Regions from separate parts of the Sus scrofa genome. Here region 1 is linked to region 2. The links are chromatin contacts, called in public HiChIP or PLAC-seq maps. All regions are on one chromosome and are shown on one strand. The core of a region is the stretch at or near the end of the contact, and the rest is flanking DNA. Distances in the headings are between cores, read along the strand shown. Region 1 overlaps MITF (microphthalmia-associated transcription factor). Region 2 has its middle 190 kb from the start of FRMD4B.

Region 1 (5,451 bases), core at 654-3,153, 250 kb after region 2:
GCAATTTTTAGTAATATGTTATTTCCTTTTACAAATAGTAAAATATAATAACTGTTTTGAAACACAGGCTAGGTTTTAAGTTTACAAACATATTTATTCCTGTGAAATACAAGTATACAAAACACGCATTGGAAATTACAGAATGGGGCTGCCTTGGGTTTCCTGCAGTAACAGTTAAGGAGCCTTTAGAATGTTTCCATATCACAGATGACATTATTAATTAGGAAAGCTCTGCCATGCAGTGAGCCTGAGTGCTCTAGGTGAGATTTATCATGTTATTTAGCAGTTTAAATAATGCTTTAATCAGCTGATAAACATTTTTAATTAAACAACAAAAGATTGGAGTCAGATATGTGCCTCATACTCCAACATTTGTTTTTAAGACACACTCCACGTGTGGGGATGCTGTTCTTATTATGTGGGTGTAGATTTACAGTAGTGCATGTTTTCACCATGGGCCTGAGGGGTTCCTTTCATTTTCACTCTAAGTGATGCATGCAGAAATGTTCACAGAAGGAAGAGCATGAAGCCTTAATATAATCAGAAGTGTAATTTTACTAAGCCGCCCAGGGCTTTAAAATGATGCCCGAGGAAACTGGTGTGTCCAGAGATTGTGAAGGAACATGCAGATCTGTGTATGACATCTCAGGCGCCTGTCTCTCACTGGCACGGCAGCTAAAGGAAGGCCTTGCAGATCAAACAGCTTTTAATTCAGGCTAAACATGACTTTTCAGAAGCATGTGTTTCTAGGCTTGTGGGAGAGGTTGAGAGGTTGTATCCTACTACAGAATACTTTCTCCTCTCTCACAAAGCAAGGTGACTTGCTTCCACTGTATATTTTGTTCTTTTTATTGCAGCACAAACAGAAAGATGGCATTGGCGAGTAGAAGCTAAATGCTTTTGGGATCAATTGGGGTCTTTCCGGTTCATTCTCTGGTGTGTCTGGGGATAATTGAAAAGGGAAAAGGGAAACAGCTTGTTGGGAAGGTGTTTGGTTTTTTTATTTAATTAAATTTTATTCATTCATTCATTTTGCTTTGTAGGGCCGAACCTGCAGCAAATGGAAGTACCCAAGCTAGAAGGTTGAATCAGAGCTACAGTTGCCAGCCACAGCCACAGCAACACAGGATCCAAGATGCATCTGCAACCTATACCACAGCTCAATGCCAGATTCTTAACTCACTAAGCCAGGCCAGGAATCAAACCTGCATCATCATGGGTACTAGTCGGGCTCACTACGGCTGAACCGCAACAGAAACTTCCCTTTTATTTCATTTTTTATCAAAGTATAGGTTTTTTGTTTTGTTTTGTTTTCAGGGCTGAATCTAAGGCATGTGGAAGTTGCCAGGCTAGAGGTCAAATTGGAGCTATAGCTTCCAACCATGCCAGATCCAAGCAGTGTCTTTGACCTACACCACAGCTCACAGCAACACTTAATCCTTAACCCACTGAGTGGGGCCAGGGATCGAACCGGTGTGTTCATGGATACTAGTCGGGCTTGTTACCACTGAGCCACAATGGGAACTCCAAAATAGAGTTGATTTTTAACGTGTCTATTTGTGCTTTACAGCAAAGTGACCCAGTCATACATTTCTATACAAGGAAGGTTGTTGAAATGAGGAACTGGGGTGCATCTCTGACTCTCAGGATGTGAATTAGGCACCAAGGGCCACCATTACAAATGCCACAGGCTAGACACTTTACACAACGGAGATTTACTTTCTCACAGTTCTGGATGCTAGCAGTCCAAGATCAAGGTGTGGGCAGGGTTGGTTTTTCTGCAGCTCTGTCCTCTGCCATATTTTCCCTGTGTTTTCTCATCCCCATGGTTTCTCCACCATGTGTCTCTGTTTCCTCATCTCTTAGGAGGACATCACTTCTCATGGATGTTGGATGAAGGCCCCCTACTGGCAATCTCATTTTAACTTAACTACCTCTTTAAAGACACTGTCTCCATCTACAGGCCCATTCTGAGATCCTGGAGGTTAGGATTGCGACCTGTGGTTTTAGTCACAGTTCCATCCATGATAGGAAGGACGTGAAGAATGTGTAGGAAGAGATGGTTCATCTTCCACATGGGGACTTTCTTGATGAGTTCAGTCAGCGGCCATTACCTTGATGGCTTACAGGATACTTCTCAAACTTCAGTTCCTTGTATGGCACTCTCATTACTTTCACCCTTACTCCCCAAACTTTATTTGTTCCTGGTGCCCTTAGTATCTTAGGAACTTTTTCACTGCACCTTAGACCAAAAATAAAAAAATATCTACCTTTTTCTTATCAGGTCCTAACAACTTAGTAGCTATTTGAAAGAATAAAACAAAAACATTGAAAGGAAAATTGCATTTTTATTTTATTTTGAAATAACCGTGTCATGCACTAATGAGATGTGTGTGCCCACTGGGCACTGCACACTTTCTGTAACCTTGGGATCAGATTGGACACTGTCGCCCTTGTTTCTCATTCCACATTGATTTCCAGGCAGTGATTATTTTTGGGTTTGGGGTTTTGTTTTTGTTTTTGTTTTTTTGGTCACAGCAGCTACCTGAGACCTGGCTTTCTGTTGATATGATGTGATGGAAAGGAGTACAGCACAGTCTAATCCTGAAACTAAAACTGTTCTTGAGTTTGATTATTCTTACAGTAGGGTGCGTTCCCCTTACGGTTTTAAAATATCCCCAGTGTCCTGGGAATTTGTTGTCGTATCTCTGGCTATCTCTGCAGTTTAGACTGTGGAATTATATTCTCTCTTGAATAATTCCTTTTAGTCAGCTCATGTTTTGAGATTCTATTTCTGTATCTTTTAACTTATCCTCATTGTGAACATGAACATCTGTGAGAGATTATCTCTGTATTTAATATATAATCAAATCTGTATACCAGCTGAAAATCATTGCATGTTTTCCCAGTGATACTTTTAAGTACTTTGATATGGCATTTACTAGTTTGAAAGAGCAAACATTTTTATTTTTTTAATTTTTAAAAATGTTTTTGTGTTTTTGACCACGCCCATGGCATGTTAAAATTCCTTGTCCAGGATTGAAACCGTGCCATAATGGTGACACCACCAGTTCCTTAACCTGCTGAGCTACCAGGGAACTCTCCAAAATTTTTTTAACAGTTTGTTATTTTCCAAGTGTATGTCTTTTTAAAAATACTTTAACTTTTAAAGCAGTTTCAGGTTTGGAGTTCCCTTTGTGGCTTAGCAGTTAACAAACCCGACTAGCATCCGTGAGGACTCGGGTTTGATCCCTGGCCTCATTCAGTGGGTTAAGGATCTGGTGTTGCCGTGAGCTGTGGTGTAGGTCACAGGGGCATCTTGGATCTGACGTTGCTGTGGCTCTGGTATAAGTCAGTGGCTAAAGCTCCGATTGGACCCCTAGCCTGGGAACCTCCATATGCTACGGATGCAGCCCTAAAAAGACAAAAAAAAAAAAAAAAAAAAAAAAATTCATGTTCAAAGCAAAATTGAGCTGAAGGTGTGGAGAGTTCTCATATACCTTCTGCTCCCACATGTATATAGCCTTCCCTGATATTAATATCCCCCACCAGAGGGGTTGCATTTTAACAAGAGATGAACCTCCATTGACACTGCTTTCTCACTCAAAGTCCCTAATTGACATTAGGACTCCCTGTTGGCGTTGTGCATCCTTTGAGTATGGGAATGCATTAGGACATGTGACCATCTTTATCTTTATGGTATCCGTACAATAGTGTCACTCTCCTCAAATCCTCTATGCACCACCTCTTTTTTTTTTCGTTTTTATTTTTTTTAAATGTTTTAAACATTTTTTTCATTTTTAAAAGTTTCATTGATGTATAGTTGATTTACATGATTGGGATCATTTCCGCTCTACGACAAAGTGATTCAGTTATCCATGTACATACATCCATTCTCTTTCAGGTTCTTTTCCCCGTGGATGATCACAGAATATGGGGTAGAGTTCCCTGTGCTACATACAGCAGGTCCCCACTGGCCAGTCATTCCATATCCCTCAGTGTGCACATACCAGTTCCAACATGTACCACCTCTTTAAGTGTCGGATTTTTCTTCTGCTTTTAGGAACTTGAAATGCAGGCTCGAGCTCATGGACTTTCCCTCATCCCATCCACGGGTCTCTGCTCTCCAGATTTGGTGAATCGGATCATCAAGCAGGAACCTACCCTGGAGAACTGCAGCCAAGACCTCCTCCAGCATCACGCAGACCTGACATGTACAACCACCCTGGATCTCACAGATGGCACCATCACCTTCAACAACAACCTCGGAACCGGGTCTGAGGGCAACCCAGCCTATAGCGTCCCCACGAAAATGGGATCCAAACTGGAAGACATCCTCATGGATGATACTCTTTCTCCTGTTGGCATAACTGACCCACTTCTTTCTTCGGTGTCCCCCGGAGCATCCAAAACCAGCAGCCGAAGGAGCAGTATGAGCATGGAAGAAACCGAGCATGCTTGCTAGCAAATTCTCCCTGCTCTGCATTCTCACAAACTGCTTCCTTTCTTGATTAGCAGATTTAATAATTTACCTGAAGGGGTTTTCTTGATCATTTTCCTTTAATATGAAAAAAATTTTTTTTCATGCTTTATCAATAGCCCAGGATATATTTTATTTTTAGAATTTTGTGAAACAGACTTGTATATTCTATTTTACAACTACAAATGCCTCCAAAGTATTGTACAGTCTTGTACAGTATCTGTGACCTGAATTCACCCCAGACTTTGGCTTTCAGAGCAAGAGGATTTTTGCATCTGAGAAATTTCTGTCCATTTTTATTCAGGGTAAATTTGGTTTGCGATTTGTATGCCTGTGACTTCCTTGGAAATTAAATGTAAAATTTAATTGAAAGAATGTAAAGCAACCAAAAAAAAAAAAAAAAAAAGAGAGAGAGAGAGAGAGAGAAGGGGGATGGGGAAGAAAAGAAGAAAAAGAAATCCATACTAACTCTTTTCCGTTTTGTAAATGTATTGATTCAGGGGTACTGCCTTAAAGATACAGTACCCTTTTAGCATCATTTAGTCTTTATACTGCAAACTATTTAAAGAAATAGTATATTCCATAAAAGAAAAAAAAATGCAACCATTTTCATGTGGATTGTCTGGTTAGAAGACATAACTGATACCTTAGGTGCAGCTGCAATGGAAGGGAGATTTAGACCAAGGCTCTGAAACATGGGGTCACATCTTGCTCTTGTTCACTCTGTGCTCTGTTACAATTTTCCTCATCAATGAGTATGATTCAGTTTTTCATAAGATATATTTTATTTCGAAGGGGAAATTCATGTCCTTTCAAAGTAAAATGTTGAGGAGCACTGAAAGTTTTCCTTTTTTTTTCTCTTTGATTTCGCTTTTGATAAGAAAACCAAACTGGGCACATTTCTAATTGGCTTTACTATTTTTATTTTTAAATTATGTTGTAATGTTCATTTGATTTGTACAGATTCTTTA
Region 2 (5,388 bases), core at 381-2,880:
AGAACTTATCAGACAATGTTATATCCTCCAGCCCTGGGGTAGATCTACCCCATGATATGCTGAGGTTATAAAAATAGATGTCCCTAAATCTCAGTGGCTTTAGTACAGCTTTATTTCTCACTTAGGCTCCATTTCCACCATGGGTTGGGGTTGAGGAGAGGCTATGTTCTGTCATCCTCACTCAGGGACCCAGGCCATAAGGAGTCTCTACTGTCTACTGAGAAAGGCAGGACCAGACACAGATCTGCTGTAGATAAGGGAGGAGAATGTGACACACTGACCCTTAAAGGCTCCTGCTTGGATGTAATATGACTTGCTTCCATTCACATTTCTTTGGCCAAAGCAAGACGCATGGCCAGGTCTAACATCAGGGGTGTGGGAAGTTCTATCTTTCCACATACCCAGAAGCAGGAATATTGAATATTGGTGAACAGTCCTGATGATTACCAGGGAATCCATGGCAGGGCTCCATGAGGAGTGTCACTGCTCTTCGACCTTCTCATCCCTTTCTGTACCCCTGCATTCCCTTCCTTCTTATCTTAATGTCTTTTTCATCCTCTTTCCTCTCATTCTTTTTCCTCATTCCCTTTCCTTCAGTGAAATAATTATTTTCTAATCACAAAAGTGGATATATTTAAACAGTAAAAAAAAATTCAGATGACACTGCAATATTTAAAAACTTGCTTATTTCTATTTCTTTTCTTCTGCCAGAGATAACCACTCTTTTTTGTGTGTATGTGCTTTTTAGGGCCACACCTGCGGCATATGGAGGTTCCCAGGCTAGGGGTCAAATCAAAGCTACAGCCATAGCAACACAGGATCTGAGCCAGGTCTGCAACCTACAACCACAGCTCATGGCAACCCTAGATCCTTAAGTCACTGAGCCAGGCCAGGGATTGAACCTGCAACGTCATGGTTCCTAGTCAGATTCATTTATGCTATGCCACAGCAGGAACTCTGAGATAACCACTCTTAAAAGGTAGGATGGAGAACCTAATTCCAGATCACTTCTTACACAATGCAATTATAAATATTACAGTACATTTTAAGATTACAAAAAGAGGATCACACGATGCATAGCATTTTGCAAAGTGCTTTTTTAATTTAACAGTGTATCTTGGACACCTCTCCTTTTTTAAAAATCAGGAAATGAAAACAAGAACTATACAACATTAATAGCAACCATTCATTGAATGAGGGGCACCTAGGCTGTGTCCCTCACTGTTTTAGGGGCAGGGTGCTCCCCATGAAATGACACTATTTCTGTCCTTAAGATTTTATATTTTATTGAAGAGAGATCTGTGTCTGGTCCTGCCTCTCTCACCAAGAGTTGTGAGACCTTAGCCAGATATTTTGGCATTATTGGGCCTGTGCCTGTGTGTGTGTGTTGTGTGTTTAAACAACAACAAAAATTGAGGGGTCGACCATATGTTCTCACTATACTATCAGTCTAATTCTAACTGTACTGGGACTTGCTTTGTTGTTTTTGCAAACAACAGACACTGACTCTCATTAACTACAGCAAAAAGAAGGAATTAATTGGAAAAATCTTGTGAGGCTTAGAGACTAGAAGGAAGTGTTGAACATTTGTGTCTGGGGAAGGGCAGAAACCAGGAGCCCTTAGGGGATCTTCTGCAGAAGGAAGTTATAAGTTGATTTTGCAGGGTGCTGCTGTTGGATGACTCAGCTCCAATGGTCTTCCCTCTGGGGATTTCTGTAGGAGATTCAGCTTTCAGGGCGAGAGAAGCGTTTTGGCCTAGCTTGGGTCATCAGTTCACTCTCTGACCAGAGGGAGTGGATCCTATTGATTGACAGCTGTACCAATACCACCTGTGATGGAGGTGGGCAGTTCCCGAAAGGGAGATGCTCTTAAGAAAAGAAGGAAAGAAGGAAGGGAGGCTGACTCCATTAAAATCTGATGTCCACTGCACTAATTTCCTTTTCTCCCCCCATCCTGTTCCTATCTTTGCCTCCCTCATTTTACATCTGAATTTTCTGCTTTTCTTCTGCTTATCACTGTCTTAGTTTGGCAGCCAAAAATAGGCTTTATGTAATTGAGCTCATGGGGTTTCAGTGTCCAGGGGTTTCTAATCTCTTCTTTGATGACTCTAAGAGAATGCTTTCTGTGCAGATGTTTGAACTACAACACATTCACCTGATTTTCAACACAAGGATAAAATAATATTGCAGTACTTGGTGCCTTTCATATTTTTCTGGACTGTAAAATTGAATACTCCTAAATTTACTTACAGCACTGCTTGTAACAGTAAAAACTGCATACAAACTAAATGATTAAGAAGAAATTGACTAGACATCATGCCATCTCTTTACAGCTATATCATACAGTGACACAACTCCCCCCCCCCTTCTTTAATTATCACTTGATCCTTGGAGAAACTGAGAAGGAATACAGGATCCCTTTCTAGAAAAACGTGAACACATTGTGCATACAGTTTCTCATAAACATTTTGGGTACTTGCAAACCCAATAAAAATTTACTTCTAAATCCAGGAGTTATTCATAACCTCTTTAAATACTCTTGATGTAATGGAGTAATGTATAGGCCTAATCATTATGATGAGTATACTTTAATTTTTATTTTATTTTTTGGCTGTGCCTACGGCATATGGATGTTCTTGGGCCAGGGATCCAACTTGTGCCACAGCGGTGACTCCAGCCACTGCAGCGACAATACCAGATCCTTAACCCACTGTGCCGCAGGAGAACTCCAAGTATATTTTTAATAAGAAAAGCTGTTCAAAATTTTTGATATAAAGAAAAATTGGGAGTTCCTGTCGTGGCTCAGTGGTTAACGAATCCCACTAGGAACCATGAGGTTGCGGGTTTGATCCCTGGTTTCGCTCAGTGGGTTAAGGATTTGGTGTTGCCATGAGCTATGGTGTAGGTCATAGACACAGCACGGATCTGGCGTTGCTGTGGCTCTGGCATAGGCCGGCAGCTACAGCTCCAATTAGACCCCTAGCTTGGGAACCTCCATATGCTGTGGATGCGGCCCTAGGAAAGACAAAAAAAAAAAAAAAAAAAGGAAAAAAGAAAAATTGGTTACAAAAGAAGAGAACTCTGTGTGTGTGTGTGTGTGTGTGTGTGTGTGTGTGTAGTAACATTAGTAATAAGTTCGGACAGCTGCCCAAGAAAATACTAAATGCATTTCTCTCTGTTGGATCAATTATAGATAATTTATTATAGTTGATTTACAATGCTGTGCCAATTTCTGTTGTATAGCAAAATGACTCAACCATATATATATATATTCTTTTTTAAAATATTATTTTATATCATGGTCTATCCCAGGAGATTGAATATAGTTAATTTAGATATAGATAATTTTTTTTTCTTTTTTTGTAGTCTTTTCCAAGTTTTTTAAAATGAATATATATTATTTGTGAAATTTTTAAAAGAGGGCTATGATAAAGGGAATAAATGCTTTAGTCACTTAAGACTCAGCTTTTTTACACTGTCTGATTTTCATGGCTTTTCGATTAGTGGTAGAAATAGTTGGGAAGAGTGGATAAAAGAACATCCTATGTCAAGTACTAAAGAGAATCCTAAGAGTTAAATCTATAATTCATTTTTTTTTTTTTGGAAACTTTGACCTTATTTATTACTGACTGAAATGGCAAATTACTGACTGAAATGGCAAATTACAAAATAAAAAAAAAAAATAACCATTTCCCCCTTGCTTTCAAAAGCCGTATGTATATGTTGTTACGAAACATTACAAAAATGTGTGATTATGAAAGTGAAATTTCTTTATAATTCCTCTTTGAGTTCTAATAATAGCTGTTAATCATTTAATCTGTATACATCATCACACACACAGACATGCAAAGGTGGTTTCTTAAATGAAATTAGAATTGACATATATTATTTGTGATGTGGTTTTTCTCAAGTAAATTTTATTTTGGACACTTTCTGTGTTTGCTCATAGAGCTCATTCCCATTGTTTTTAATACTTGCAGAGAATTCAACTGTAAGAATGCATCATAATTTATGTATAGCCCCTATGCCGTGGACTCAGTTTTTCAAAATAATGAAGAACATTGCAATGAAAATTCTTGTACATACATCTTTTATCTAAAGCCTCAAAATAGGCAAAAATAAACTATATTGCTTAGGGTGGCACATTTAGGTGTTAAAAAACAGAAGAAAAGAAGAAATGATTACCATAATAAATGGTTACTTTGAAGTTCCCACTGTGGCACAATGGGATCAGCAGTGTCTTCGGAGCACTGGGAAGCAGGTTCAATCCCTGGCCCTGAGCAGTGGATTAAGGATCTGGTGTTGCTGCAGTTGCAGCTTAGGCCATGACTGTGACTCAAATCTGATCTCTGGCAGATCCGAGTCAGGGAGGCAGCCAAAAAAGAAAAAAAATAAATAATAAATAAATTTAAAATGGTTACCTCTTTGAAGAAGGAAGTTTTAAGTGGAACAAAGATCATATTTGTATAAGAACACATTTATCTTTTAGGCAATTTTACAAAGTGTAATATGTTTCATAATTGCAAGAAAAGGTCTTAAAAAAATAAACCAAAAGAGAATTGACATGAGAAACAGAAAGTGTTCTGTTTCCTTTTATGCCTCAAAAATAAATTAGAGGGAGTTCCTGTTGTGGCTTATCGGGTTAATAACCTGACTAGTATCCATGAGGATTGGGGTTCAGTCCCTGGCCTCACTCAGTGGATTAAGCATTCAGCATTGTCATGAGCTGTGTGTAAGCCGGCAGGTGTAGCCCTCATTCAACCCCCTAGCCTGGGAACTTCCATGTGCTGCAGGTGTGGCTCTAAAAAGCAAAAAAAAAAAAAAAAAAAAAAAAAAAAAAAAAAAAAAAAATCAGGGGATTCCTAATCTAAGTTATGGTCAAAAGGGGAATAAGAACAACAGCAACAGTTCACACTATTAATAATATAAAATTAACCAATAGTTCCGATGCGTTCCAGGCAATGTAAAGCAACGTGCATTATACTGATTTCCTTATTCAATTCTTACAAACACCAATTTGGTTCCATTACCCCATTTTCGCATATAAGGAAATTAAGAATTTGGGTGATTTAGTATCTTATACATACATCTTATGCAAGGTCACAAGACAGTAAGTGGTGGAGCCAGAGATCAAAACCAGCCAGCGGGCCCCTCAGATGCAGAAAAGGAGGTCAGAGTATTAGCATGCATTTTAACCCTATTTTTGCCCAAATTGAACAAACTTTGGAAACCTTTAGCTGAATCAGTCAACTAGTTTTTCTCAGTATGTGAGTAGCACAGAGTAATATTACACAGGTATTTTTTAAATGAATAAAGAAAGGAAAATTTACTTATCATACTTATTTTTCAGAAATCTTGTGTGGCTGTGTCATATGCCAACCACTGGTC

Evidence for each region. HiChIP or PLAC-seq counts read pairs in DNA pulled down with a chosen protein or histone mark.
Region 1: an H3K27ac HiChIP or PLAC-seq map of alveolar macrophages shows a contact between it and region 2. The contact joins two enhancer-like sites. A contact is called at or near these places in 2 of 2 datasets of contacts at active chromatin or transcription factors (alveolar macrophages and skeletal muscle).

The regions. Positions count from the first base shown.
Region 1 is chr13:51,414,453-51,419,903 of Sscrofa11.1, forward strand. It overlaps MITF (microphthalmia-associated transcription factor), which reads left to right. Exons shown (of 9, transcript NM_001038001.1): 9 at 4,064-4,798. The coding sequence ends at 4,465. Among named protein-coding and RNA genes, the nearest start is that of MITF, 32 kb to the left of the region's middle. Within about 2 kb of position 1,904, at least 2 of the 83 cell types and tissues checked have an H3K27ac peak or open chromatin away from gene starts, as enhancers often do. A contact at or near this core is called in alveolar macrophages, where this site is marked.
Region 2 is chr13:51,163,166-51,168,553 of Sscrofa11.1, forward strand. No RefSeq gene overlaps it. Among named protein-coding and RNA genes, the nearest start is that of FRMD4B, 190 kb to the left of the region's middle. Within about 2 kb of position 1,631, at least 2 of the 83 cell types and tissues checked have an H3K27ac peak or open chromatin away from gene starts, as enhancers often do. A contact at or near this core is called in alveolar macrophages, where this site is marked.